Regions from separate parts of the Gossypium arboreum genome. Here region 2 is linked to region 1. The links are chromatin contacts, called in public Hi-C maps. All regions are on one chromosome and are shown on one strand. The core of a region is the stretch at or near the end of the contact, and the rest is flanking DNA. Distances in the headings are between cores, read along the strand shown. Region 1 holds the start of LOC108474073 (SUMO-conjugating enzyme SCE1). Region 2 holds the start of LOC108473617 (cysteine proteinase mucunain-like).

The links. Hi-C and Micro-C count contacts between places; a contact is called where the count stands out from the background.
Region 2: a Hi-C map of leaf shows a contact between it and region 1, with 2.6 times the contacts expected there. The contact joins the promoter of LOC108473617 here to the promoter of LOC108474073 in region 1. A contact is called at or near these places in 2 of 5 Hi-C or Micro-C datasets (both in leaf).

What each region holds. Positions count from the first base shown.
Region 1 is chr11:36,499,170-36,501,869 of ASM2569848v2, reverse strand. It overlaps LOC108474073 (SUMO-conjugating enzyme SCE1), which reads left to right and starts at 1,419. Exons shown (of 5, transcript XM_017775966.2): 1 at 1,419-1,695; 2 at 1,795-1,878. The coding sequence starts at 1,627.
Region 2 is chr11:37,019,241-37,021,980 of ASM2569848v2, reverse strand. It overlaps LOC108473617 (cysteine proteinase mucunain-like), which reads right to left and starts at 1,330. Exons shown (of 4, transcript XM_017775289.2): 1 at 771-1,330; 2 at 444-682; 3 at 198-338; 4 at 1-105. The coding sequence starts at 1,218.

The DNA of each region.
Region 1 (2,700 bases), core at 170-2,669:
ATGTCCACACTGTCTAGACTATGTCACACTGCCGTGTGACCCCTGTTTCCAAAATTTTCATGTTTTTCCAAAATTTTCTAATTTATTTCAAATTGATCCCTAATTGTTCGCAAATTATTTTTAGGGCCCGAAGGCTCGATTTAAGGCCTAAATGTGTATGTTGCTACGATTAAGATGAGATGTTGGAATTTATACATAAATTGAATAATTACTTTTTTTTTGAAATTAAAGGTTCTGCTATTGTACCGTAATGCTCCATAACTATAATCCGATAATAGAGATAGATTTAGGGTGTTACAATTTTATTTGTTGAAAGACTTTATCATTATACTTTAAGAAAGTTTGAAGCTATTGAGAAGTTGTACTATGAAGAGTTTTATGGGACTCAAAATAAGCTATTTGTTAAAATCAACTATTAAATTGAAGATAAAATCTTATCTGATTTTGACTAGAATGACTCTCGAAGAAGTATAAATAAGTAGGTTAGTCGCACATTGTGACATAGTTTTTAGAGTGTCTTTTTCGATTGCTTTATTGTGTATTCTTTTACTATTTTGATTGAAGTATTACTTAAAGAGTTTTCAAGATTTTGCATTTGAGGATAATTTGGAAGAATGATTGTAAAAGTTAGATTCAATATTGAGCTGCAATTATCTATTGTTATAAGAGTAAATTGGTTTTAAGTCAATAGGTAATTCAATTTAATTAGTATATATAACCGTTCCCTGAGCAAGGCTTTACAAAGTAGAATTAATGAATCCGAAGTTGATCTTTATTCTCTCATACTTTGCTTATTACTTCACTTTGTCATAAGCTGCTTTGTTATAACAATAATTTAAATATTAAATTGGAGCAACTACAAATAGAAAGCTTTTTCAGATTAAATGAGAGTTAAATATATATAATCCTAAAAAAAAAGGCTATTTGCGTTTAACAAGCAAGTAAAGATTAAAACATTTTTAATAATTAAATGAGGTTGTTGATAATCATAACACTACCATCTTGGAATTTGGTCAACCAATTAAGTGGTTGGCAATTGAAATTTGAAACAACCTCGGGCTTTAATGGATCCAATAATGGGCTCAAGCTCTATGCGTGGCCCAATAAAAGAAGGCACGTGACTGGCGAGGAGTATAGTGGCGTGGATTTCACGCCGGAATATAATACAACAGCTAATTCATTGACTTTTTTGTATTTAAACTTTTTAAAGCCAAAGATTAATTAATCCAACCTAAATATACATATATCTAAAAGCAACGAAGGTACCCCTTGGGATTGGGACCCACCCCCACCAGATCAAATCTTAACCGCACGTTTCTCTCTTGGTCAACTCGGCGCAACGACTCCTCTCTTCATCAAGGGCACAACCGGAAGACCAAAATAATTAATATTTTATTATTTTCTTTTTATTTTAGACGACCAAGAGAAATTGAAAATGGAAAAGTCGATTCCATCAACGCCCTTTTTTTTTTAATATAATATTCTTTATTATTAAAATTAAACCAAAAAAAAACAATTATTTAAGAAAGGGGAAGAAAGAACATTTGGGTGAGGGTTTTAGAGAGAGAAAGAGAAGGCCGGAATCTGAAAGACAAGACACAGAGAAAAAGAGAGAGAGAGAGAGAGATGTCGGGAGGAATAGCGCGTGGTCGACTCGCCGAGGAACGTAAGGCATGGAGGAAGAACCATCCCCATGTCCGTGGAGTTTGTTTCCCTGCTCTTGTTTCTTTTTTTCTGGGTTTCATGTTTTAATTTTTTTTTATTTGTTTGATTTTTTTGTTGTTGAAATTTTAGGGTTTTGTTGCGAAACCAGAGACGTTGCCTGATGGAACGGTCAATTTGATGGTGTGGCATTGCACGATCCCTGGTAAAGCAGGAGTAAGTCGAAGAACTTCTATTTAATTTCTGTATTTTTCTTTTTCATTATCGTCGGTAAAGTTTAATGTATTCTGCTTGTTGAGTTTGGTTCGTCAATTATTTTCTCTTATTTCTTTGGACGTGGATGCTGTTGTGCTGTTTATAGATTTTAAGATTTTAGGGTTCGTTTCTTCATTTTGGCCTTAGAGAGGTTTTTTTTCCTTTAAAGAGAGAGGGCGCTGCTGATTGATGTAAATGAACCCAAGTTTTATGTGATTTTATTGGGTTAAAACATGGACTAGCAAAGATATTGATAATTCTGGATTAAATTGAGTGCTGTGCTTTCCATATAGGATAATAGGAATATTTCTTTCTATTATGGTGCATATGGTATATGCGTGGTTTGTATGACTAGCTCGCATTCAGAATGCCGAGCCTAAACAAGTTTTTCATATATTTGTGGGTTACATCATATGTTATTTTCTTTTTTATTTTTTCTCGAGAATTTTAGGAAAATGGTGATTGATAGTAAACATGGATGGATATTGAAGTCTGTGTGCTGACAATTTAATATGGTTTTTCTTTTTCTTTTGGGTACATAAAAAGGGGAAGGAATAATGGATTTTAGGCTTTTATAAAGTAAGTTTTCGTTATATTTAAACAATCATCTATTGATGGTCAGTATGTTACAGTATGTAGATTTTTTATACTAGTCAGCTTTACATGATTTTATCAATCATGTTGTGAACAAGGACTTGTGGACTGGAAGCCTGGCAATATATTAGTTGTTTCTCAGATTCTCACAACTTGGTACTGTTATCCTTATTTTAATGGGTTATAGAA
Region 2 (2,740 bases), core at 81-2,580, 520 kb before region 1:
TGAGTTCCTCACTGTCCAATATTCCTGACCGTTCTCATCCATGCCATATCCGATGACAATCACGCCGTGGTCTAATGCTGACCCGCATTCACCGCTGAAAACTCCCTAAACATTTGACAACTGAGTTATAAACGGGATTTAAATTCGAATCAACTTATTGGATGGCTTGAAGGAGAAGCAGAACAGGTCAAGCTTACCGATTCGTAGAGTTGGAAAGCTCTGCCACTAGCTTCAATGGCGACACTCACAGGTTGATGTGATACAGCCTTCTTCAATGCCTTCTCATCATATTGAACAACATCCTCGTACCCATCAATGCTGACAACCTTAGCATTCTTCTGTTACAAATCCCAAAAAGAAAAAAACAGGGCATCAATCTCCAAACGTCGAAAACAAATAAACTACAAGATATAGTGTCATAGAATTAAGCTTTCGAAACTGACCCTCGTTGGATCGCATTGGTTATTATCAGCACCAAGGTAAGGATAGTCTTGTTCAGAGTCAATGCCACCGTTGTCAATAATGAATTGGAAGGCATAATCCATTAGGCCTCCATCGCAACCAGCGTCGTAGGATCGGTCACAATCTACTAGCTCTTGCTCTGACAAAGAGATTAGTTCGCCGGTGGCGATTTTATTTATGCCTTCAACAGCTGCAATCGTTGAAAATGCCCAGCAACTTCCTGGTCAAGTGAACGATACAGAGCGGGTAAGCTTGATATTTAAAAAGAAATTAATTTGAAGTTGAAATGAAAAAAGAAAACAGCTCACCGCAACGCCCTTGATCCTTCACTGGAGTAACGGCTCCATGATCTCTCCAGTCAAAAGATTCCGGCAACCTGTCGCCGGCGCGGGAAGCATAGCGTTGGCTGGGGTTTTTGGACTTCATGACTCGACGTTTAGGGTCACTCTTTGTACCCAAAAACATGGAACGGTACTCCTGGTTAGTTAAATCAGCGAACTTGTTCAACCCAAGTTTGTATGTGGTGTTTTTGGAGTTATGTTGGTCGATAAATTTCAAGTTATCCTTAAAGATATCGAACCGGTTTTCTTCCTCCCCTATACCGTTGTATTGTTTGCCATGTTTAATGAGCCAAGCTTGGTACAAGCTCATCACTTCATCATCGCTCCTCCAGTGATTTTGGCTGAAGCTGGTTGCCCAGGATAAGGTGAAGAAGAGGAAAAAGAGGGTGGAAATGGGTGTTACTGTGGTTGCCATGGGAGAAATGACAAGGGTTGTTATGGTTATTGGAGGGAGTGGTTTGGAGAAGAGAAAAGAGAGAGGTACGGGGTTTATATAGAAAAATGGAAATGGTAAATGTTAAAAGCATGACGGTGCAATAATTAAATAAATGTTTGGGGTCTAATTGGGGGGCCGAACCGAACTCATGCTTAGTTATGGGAGTAGAAGGGCGAAGACACTTCTGACATGCTGATGCAATTGCCACTCACTACATCTATCTCTCTGCATTATAAATTACACTAATACGATTGTAGGTCCAATTATACTTCAATTGGAATTAGACCTTTGAAATTTTACCTAAAAACTGATTCAATTTTAAATAGAATAAGTATTAAATTAAAATCTTGGAATTATTTAGTAAAAAAAACATTTGAAAAATAAATTTTAAAAGTTCATAGAGTAGAGGGACTGAAGGCAGAATTGAACCTAAGATTTAACATCACTAAAGTAATAGAAAGATGAAAAGGCCAGCCGAGTCTATATGAACTTGGATAAAGCGGGGCGGCACCAAAGGTAAATTATTGCCCCTATAGCTAAGTTGTTAAATCTTATATTACCTTTGTCTCTAAATTTAAATTAATGGATTTTATTATTATGGATTAATTTTAAATGAAATCCTTAATAAGTATTTAAATTCAAATTTTGTTATTAGTTCAGATTATTTTATTTTTAAATTTATCGTAAGTTTATTAACATCTTTTTCAATGCTAAAAAATATAGAATCCACAAAATTTTATTTTATTTATATAAAAAATCTGATTGCATGTTAGGAAGAGAGTATAGCAAGTTGCAAAATACATGATATGCTCTATTATAGTAGTTGTTTGGTATATTATAGTATTTGTTTGGTAGCGGTTGATCATAAGACTGCACTTGGGTAACATGCTTTATTGTTCCTTTTTCTCAGCTTATGAAATTCAGTGCAACCCCTTTGAAATATCCCAACTTGCTTTTTTTTTATATAAATTATCTGAATATGGATATCGCCACTCACTCCATGTGAGCATCCCGAGAGAATCATTTACTCACTGTGAGATTTCTTTTCTTTTGGTTTCAAGATATAATCTACAAATTACCTTTCCAAGCCGCAATCTATCTCGTCTCATACATTCACTTCCTAAAGGGGCGGGAAATTTCGACTCATGGGATTTCACTCTAATTGGCATTGGCATATTTGGTGAAGGTACATTTAAGAGATATTTTAGGTTATCGAGTTATGGGCTTTCAAGCTGCGCATTTAATACGGGAATCGACAAAACCCTGGTAGGTTCAGAGCAAAACTAACGGCCAATGCCATACCAAAAAAACAGCCAACGAACCTCACTCTGCCTACCCTCTTAGGTAGAATTAACAAACAACAAAAACTGAACCTTCCCGCTTACTTTCTTCACCACATCTCTTTTGTCTTTACGTAGCAACCGCCAACTACCGAAGCATCAGCTTGAAAACACTGCCTCACCCGCTCCCAGTTTTTACCCCTTTTTGCTTCATTTCCAAT